Linked DNA regions of Sus scrofa: region 2 is linked to region 1. A link is a contact called in public HiChIP or PLAC-seq data. All regions are on one chromosome and are shown on one strand. The core of a region is the stretch at or near the end of the contact, and the rest is flanking DNA. Distances in the headings are between cores, read along the strand shown. Region 1 holds the start of EPG5 (ectopic P granules protein 5 homolog). Region 2 holds the start of PSTPIP2 (proline-serine-threonine phosphatase-interacting protein 2).

Evidence for each region. HiChIP or PLAC-seq counts read pairs in DNA pulled down with a chosen protein or histone mark.
Region 2: a contact with region 1 is called in an H3K27ac HiChIP or PLAC-seq map of skeletal muscle. The contact joins the promoter of PSTPIP2 here to the promoter of EPG5 in region 1. A contact is called at or near these places in 3 of 5 promoter capture datasets (fetal liver, fetal skeletal muscle and liver), 5 of 47 Hi-C or Micro-C datasets (embryonic fibroblasts, fetal skeletal muscle, liver and 1 more) and 2 of 2 datasets of contacts at active chromatin or transcription factors (alveolar macrophages and skeletal muscle).

What each region holds. Positions count from the first base shown.
Region 1 is chr1:95,615,075-95,619,068 of Sscrofa11.1, forward strand. It overlaps EPG5 (ectopic P granules protein 5 homolog), which reads right to left and starts at 1,720. Exons shown (of 44, transcript XM_021092525.1): 1 at 1,559-1,720. The coding sequence starts at 1,621.
Region 2 is chr1:95,725,866-95,729,859 of Sscrofa11.1, forward strand. PSTPIP2 (proline-serine-threonine phosphatase-interacting protein 2) reads right to left here and starts at 1,962. Exons shown (of 14, transcript XM_021092533.1): 1 at 1,824-1,962. The coding sequence starts at 1,856.

The DNA.
Region 1 (3,994 bases), core at 470-2,969:
TGTGTCAATAAAATGAGTAATTGTTTTTTCATGATCGATTTAAAACTTTGATTTTTAATTTTTTTATTTTAGAAACCCTATTCTAAACAAAATAACTCGACAGAATCCTCTTAACTATTTTTAAGTATTTACAACATTCTCTCAATAGCCACATATACATATGTAGAACAATTATTAAGCTACCAGATTGAGAATTAAGATTTTTTGGCTTTAACTTGAATTTTCTTACTAACTCCATGACTTTTGGCTTATCATTTAATTTCTCTAGGCTTTAGTCTCATCATTCATTTGAAAAAAAATGAGAGACTAAGAATTAAGACTCTGCTCTTTATAGATTTATGTTTATATGTTTTACACTCCTATATTCTGGGTTATTCAGGGACCTCTTCTATCTAGATAGTTCCTTACCAGTCTAATACAATGCAAAATTATTTCTCTTAAAAATGTTTCTGAAGTTAGGTAGCAAAATAGCTTTCTCCCCAAAGAGTAACTCCTCAAAGACCTGGGAACACTGATGCACATAACTCCACTACAGCTTTTTAAAAGGCATCATAATGAAAGGGATCCACATGAGTAATTTACAGCTTATTAAACAGGGACCTTTGAACACCAGATTCCTGTTAAAATCTTGTTTCCATGAGAAAACCCAACTTTTTGTATCATTTTTAAGTTCCACCTGCTCTGGAACATCCTCCACTTGTAGGAAAGGAAATTTCATGTACTTTCAATACTATACTCATTATTTCTTTACCATAAATTCAGTATCAGATAAGCCAAAATTATATATGTCCATTTATCAGGGGAAGCATTTAATCTGTTCACTATAAAATAAGTGTCATTTCAAAAAAACATATGGGAACAAAGAGAAAACCCAAAATGCACCTAAAAACAAAATAAATCAACTTTAAGCCAAACCAGCAGTCTAATGTTCTAATCCAGGAAACCTAGAAAATTCAAATCTGCTGCGTTAGTACTGACCTGTCTGATTTTTGGTCATTCGTGTCCCATCGTTTCTAGAATAAATGAGACATAAACAGCAGCAGCACCACTACCACCTTGAATTTTTAAATTAAAAAGGCACAATCACTACAGTCGACTTTCTGTCCCTAGCTATAAAGCTCTGCCAAAGGAACCAGTCTCTGCGTGGAGGGAAGGTCTCTCTCCTCTTTATGCGCTAGAGGGACAGAAAATGTGCACAGGTTAAAAGGGAGAAAGAGTCAAAGATGAGGCAGGAAGAGAAAAGCTGCTTCAGGACAGGAACCCAGACTCGGATGAGAAAAGTCAAGAAAGGAGCAGAAAAGGAAGAGCCTCGATAGTTCAGAAGAGGAAAAAGAAAAAAGGGGCTCCTGACAAAGTCTCGCACGGGGACGTGAAAGAGGAATAGAAGAACAGGAGTGGTGTCAATGTGTGGGGGGATCAAATTTGGGGAGGTGGAGGCAGAGGATGACAGGGGCTCAGGGGAGGAAAAGGGTTGGCTGGAGAGGCGGAAGACAAGAAAAAGCAGACAGTACCTGCCAGGGCCTCGGGCGGGGGGAATGGGGTTGGAGGTTATCCTTACCTTGGTTTTAGTCCGGCTGGCCTTGGCCTTCGCCCGGCGCGGGGGCCTCACCGCCTCTGCCATAGACCCTGCGGTGGGACTGTCGCCGCTTGTTTTTGTCGAAACCCTGCGCCTTCCACACCTGCTCACTTCCGGCTACCGGACTGTCACATGACCTAATCTCTACCACTCCCGGAGTGGGGGCGGCAACTTGGAGCCTCTACGGGCCACAACATAGGACAAACTACTCCGCGAGACGTTTTCGCTAAAAGTAGTGGGCCCGCCCCCTCCGCCTAGGCCCCGCCCCTCACGCCGATTCTTTGAGTCTGTGATAGGTCACGTCCTTCTCGCAGGCTCCGCTGATCCTCATTGGGTTCGGATCCAGGGCACGCTGGCACACCTCACTCACGTTGGCCTAATGAGTCCGAGGAGGGTGCTTGTTATTTTTGTTTTGACCTTTAGGTAACCAGAACTAGTCAGTTAGGGAATTCCCGTCTTGGCTCAGCGGTTAACGAATGGGACTAGTATCCATGAGGACGTGGGTTTGATCCCTGGCCATGCTCAGTGGGTTAAGGATTTGGCATTTCCTGAGCATTGGTGTAGGCTGCAGATGCAGTTTGGATCCCCAGTTGCCGTGGCTGTGGCCAGCAGCTATAGCTGATTCATCCCCTGATCTGGGAACCTCCATATGCTTGGGTGCGGCCCTAAGTAGACAAAAGACCAGAAAAAAAAAAACAGCCTAAAGCTCTGCTTTGTGCCCAAGAACCTTGATGCCAATCCATATGTACCCTTGTGTAAAGGGGAAAGATGATACTTGCATTTTCTAGCATAATGAAGATTAAGTGGAACCATCGTCAAAGGTGCCTGGTAACCGCAGGCATATCTGTAAACAGTAGTTATTGTCATTACTATCCAAATTCCCTGGAAAGAGACATCTGCCCTTTCAAAGAGGGGCAGTAAGACAAGACCCATAAAAGTATTCTTAACATAGATTTCACACACCTTCATTTAAAAATGATAGATGTGAAAACTTGGTCCCATCTCCTTTTACTACAATTTCTTTCTTTCCAAAGCACCTAGTACCTCTTAAAATCTTATTATCATTTGCTTTTATGTTTTATCTGTCAACCTGGCTAGAATGTAAGATCTTTAAGAGTAGAGGTCTTTGTTTTGCTCCCTGAAGAATCCCAGGGGCTTCTAGAACACCAGGCTTCGTAGGCTCAATAAATATCTGATGAAAGGGAGTTCCTGTTGGGGCTCAGTGGGTTAGGAATCCCATGAGGATGCAGGTTCAATCCCTGACCTCACTCAGTGTGTTAAGCAAACAACATTGTGACAACTGCAGCATAGGTCAAAGATAAGGCTTAGAACTGGCATTGTTGTGGCTATGGCGTAGGCCAGCAGCTGCAGCTCCAATTCAGCCCCTAGCCTAGGAACTTCCATATGCCATGGGTGCAGCATAAAAATAAACCAATCAAGCAAGCAATCAACATCTGATAATGAATATGAGTTGTTTTTTCTGGTGGCAGGATAAGATGGTTGAGATGGAGTGTAAGGGGTGGGAAGAGAATATCCACCCACCAGTAAAATACTAGAAGAAAAAAATCTAAGAATATGGCATGAAGAATGAAAATGACTTCAGAGAAGCAGTCTTCACAGTATCTTGATTATGAGCTAACTGAACATATAAAATATAGTTGTAAACAGATAGGGTAAGGGGTCGCAGGAGAAGGAGAATCAGGTGTGAATTACTTGACATAAGTGAAGCCATTTTAGGCTTAAGCCATTTTGTAATATACATCTAGCCATAATGCTTAACCTTGAACTGGTCTCAGTAATAATGATGTCAAGGGAAGGAAAGAACAAATGACTGCTATCAGGCAAGAAAAGTAATGATAGCAAATATGACAAATCAGTTATAAAGATTCCCAGTTCTTTGGGATCAGTCACATATGCAGCATGCAGAATTTCCCCAGCCAGGGATCAAACTGAGCCACAGTGACAACACCAGATCCTTAACCACTAGGCCATCAGGGAACACCAAGACCCCCAGTTCTATTTCAATGGTAAAGATCAGCCTGAAACACTGGCTTCAGCTGTTTCACAGAATTTAGCACCTTCCTATCACCACCACCAATGCTTGACTACCAGATCACCTGGGATCATTCCTTAAGGAATGATGATGCTGACCTTTTCTGACCTTTGTGACTTCAATCACCTAAAGCTTGGACTCTGGACTTTTGCCCCAATTCTATGCTGAATTCTCCCCTCCTCAAGCTCCTTCATGAATATGCATGTACCCTTAGCTTAAAATTTCCCCTATTCTGCTATTCGGAGAAACACTGCTTTGGGAAAGATCCTCAGTGTTCTCCTTACTTGCTGCAAGCAACAAATATTTCCTGCTCCTGATCTCTGGCTTAGTTGGGTCTTTCGGCTCAGCACCCATGAAGAGGCAAA
Region 2 (3,994 bases), core at 712-3,211, 110 kb after region 1:
GGTCTCTCCCCTGGACCTTCACCCAATTTCTAACTCCCAACCTAGGACTCATGTCTCCCTTGGAAAAGACTTGGGGGGTGGGGGCTGCCTGGGAGCCCTCTGAGAGTGGAGGCTGCTGCTGCTCTCATCCCATTACACGCCCTGTCACCCATACAAATCCACTGTAACCATCTGCTGAGAACCACTGTGCATCAGCCCGAGCAAGGGGCAGGGGCACTGAAAGCCAGCACAATACCTGTCCATGAGGTGCTCACATGCTTGTAGGCCCCCAATCTCAAAACCAGAAACTGACAAATGCTATGAAAGAACAGAACATGTGCTTATGGGGGCACCATCACGAAAGGCTTCTCTAAAGAAGGCAGAGGCCTGAAAACTGTGTGTCACATTTTGAGGTGAAAAAGGTAGGTCTTTCTGCCCTGCTTCCCCCCCCACCACCACCACCACCCTGTTACCTAGTCAGGGGACCCCAAAGTCCTATATTCTACACAAATAACTCCCAAGCCTTCTGGAGGGGCCAGCTGCCAGGCTGTTTACCATTTTTGTTTGGTTGGTTGGTTTTTGGGGTGTTTGTTGTTTTGGGTTTTTTTTGTTTTGTTTTGTTTTGTTTGTCTTTTGTCTTTTGTCCTTTTACGGCCGCACCCAGGGCATATGGAGGTTTCAAGGCTAGGGGTCTAATTGGAGCTACAGCTGCCAGCCTACACCACAGCCACAGCAACAACAGATCCGAGCCGTGCATGTGACCTACACCACGGCTCATGGCAACGCTGGATTCTGAACCCACTGATCCAGGCCAGGGATTAAACCCGCAACCTCATGGTTTAGGATTCACTTCCACTGCACCACGACGGGAACTCCATGTTTATCATCTTTGTGAAGCTTCCACCGCTCTGTACCCTACAGGTGGCCAGTGCCCCAGAAGAATCTCAAAAACTCCAGAAAAAGGGGCCTCATAAGGCAAGGTCTAAACTGTGTCCTGGAGGCTACAGGGCCAGGTTTCTCCACCCATAGAGGGCAGAGACCTGCTGGACAGCTATGAAGCTAAAAGGGGGCGAGCAGCGTCCCAAGAAAGAGATGGGGCCCTGTGGCAGCAGTAAGTCAATCTTGAGACATCCTGCTTCTGCCTTAAAGGGATGAGGGTGGTTTCTCCGAATGAGGGGTTACCAACTCTTTCGGGAGTGAGAAGACAGGAGGGAAGAGGCTGGACAGAGGGAGAGGGCAGGCGGACCTGCTGCCTCCTGGCTGGGCTCCATCCTCCGGCTCGGATACCCTGACCAGCTCGCAGGGTTTCACACACGCACCCGCGGGGGCAAAGGCCGGGAGGCGCTCAGGAAACCCGGCTTCAGGACCCGGCAAAGCTTCTGCTAGAGAATCTCTCTATGGTCTGCAGGGGGAAGTCAGGCGCTACCGAGGCCCGGACAGGCTGTGGACCTGGAAAAGTCGACCAGACCCGCGAAGCCCACCCCAGGTTCTCCACCCCACGTGCCCCCAATCCGCTCACGGCGCAGCCTCGGGGGCCACCAGCGACTCTCCCCTGGAGGGTGGCTTCTCCTTTTGGGTCTCGGTTTCCCCAAGAGTGATATGCGGGAGGAATGTCCCGACTCTAAGGTGGCTTCGGCTACACCCAGCCAGCGTGTCCAGGAGCGCGGGCGGCCCAAAGAGGAGCCTGGGGACCCGCGGGCGTGCAGGGGCTGGGGACAGGGCAAAGGGGACGCAGAGGCGCGTCCGCTCAGGTTCTGCCCGCGAGCACCTGACAGGGGGCCAAGGTTCCCCTCAGAGTCCTGGCTCCCGAGCCCGACGTTGGACCACCGGCCCCGCGGACTTACCCAAAAATTCCCCTTGAACAGTGAGCCCGTCATGGCCGGCGCGCGGGGAGCAGGGCAAGTACAGCCGGAGCAGGCGCGCGGGGACCGGACTGTCACAGGCAGTGGACGCCGCTGCCAGACCAGGGATCTAGGCCACGCCCCCGCCGCCGCTTGCCCCGCCCCGCACCCAGCGCCCCGCACCCAGCGCCCCGCACCCAGCGCCCCGCACCCAGCGCCCCGCACCCAGCGCCCCGCACCCAGCGCCCCGCACCCAGCGCCCCGCACCCAGCGCTGCGCGGAGCGGAATGGAGTCGCGGCCCGCAGATTGGAGCTCCGCAGTCAGGCATCAGTTAGTTAGTCCTACATCCCTCTCCTTCGCGAGGCCTTTGAGGATCGGTCCTGTCGCCTCCCCGAATTAGGCCCCATTCCTGCCCACAGCCCCCTTTTCCCTCGACCCAGCTCCTCGCGGAGAAACCCAGGCTCAGCGTGGTGGTTGAAGGAGTCCCTTCCGGATCACAGGTGATCTCGGGGTCCCCACGTCGGATCTGTGAAGCTTGAGCCCTGACAATGCCAGCGGCCGCGTCAAGTGTGCACGCACGCTTCAGCAAGTTAAGTGCAGGATCCCTGAGGGGCCACAGATAAGCCCCTGGGCACATTTTAGTCTAAAAGACATGGAAAAGTCATTGATACCGTTTCCCCTTGACTCCAGGTCCCTCAGTGAGATCCTTACAAGGTGTCTGGGAACTCAGCTCCTTCCCGATCTTTCCCCATTCTCAGGATCCAGACCTAAGACTATTCTCCACCAATCCCACTCCAACAGTAAGAGCCCGAACTTTCCTCTTCCTCCACGCTGCCTCATAAACACCCTCATAAACATAATCCAAGGCAAGTCATCCCTGCATTGTAGTAATATGGCACTCTGGGACAAGTATGGCTCTGTGCTATACTTTCTGATTCAAAACTGAGGCACAAAAAGGCTGATTGCCTTGCCCAAGATCACAGCATATTTAAAAGATGAACAGCTCTGCCCTTCTAAACAGGACAGGAGCCAAAGAGGTCACTCCTGGGACAGATCCACTTAAGGAGAGAAGGATGAAAGTCAAGAATGCCAAGGAGTCCCTGCTGTTGCTCAGTAGTAATGAACCCAACTAGTAACCATGAGGACATGGGTTCCATCCCTGATCTTGCTCAGCGGGTTAAGGATCTAGAGTTGTCAAGAGCTGTGGAGTAGGTCACAGACACTACTGGGATCTGGCATTGCTATGGCTGTAGTGTAGGCCAGCAGCTATAGCTCAGATTCGACCCCTAACCTGGGAACTTCTGTATGTCACAGGTGCGGCCCTAAAAAGACCAAAAAAAAAAGGTGCAAAAATTGAGTGCTCAAGCCCAGCCCACAACCTCAGGCCTGCAGAGGCAAGTTTTGCTTCCCAGGTTCTAGCTTTCTTCAGACACAGTGAAAAGACAATTGCCAGGGTAGTCTGAAGGACAGCTGTAAGGTTCTGCCTGGTAATACCACCCCTAATCCCCACTCCCTCACCCTCACCCCAAGCCCCACCCTGTTTGTAGTAAAATCCCACAGTAGAGTCATCCTCAACAACAAAGATGAGAAGTAGCCTCCAGCTTTGCCTGGGTCACTCAAAGGACATACATCCATTCATCTGGTTGTTCATCTCCTTGCAAAGCAGTCCAGTTAGAAGAAAGAAAGGGAAGCCTGGCAGCACCATCAGAAGCAACAGAGGCCACAGTGGGCACAAGAAGACAAGCTAAACAGCAGGAGTAAGAAATAATGCCAACTGGGGAAGTGCCACAGACAGCATCAAGATTTTTCCTGGAAGTTTTGAATATCTTGGAAAAAATATTTTAAGTACAATTCTAATTGCTAAGTTTTCATTTTTAACATTTTAAAAAATCTCTCATGGGAGTTCCCGTAGTGGCTCAGTGGCTAATGAATCCGACTAGGAACCATGAGGTTGCAGGTTCAATCCCTGGCCTCATTCAGTGGGTTAAAGATCCAGCGTTGCCTTGAGCTGTGGTATAGGTCACAGACACAGCTTGGACTCTGGTGAAGGTCGGCGGCTATAGCTCCGATTAGACCCCTAGCCTGGGAACCTCCATATGCCGTGGGTATGGCCCTAGAAAAGGCAAAAAGACAAAAAAATAAAAACCTTTCATGGTACATAGTGCTTGATTTG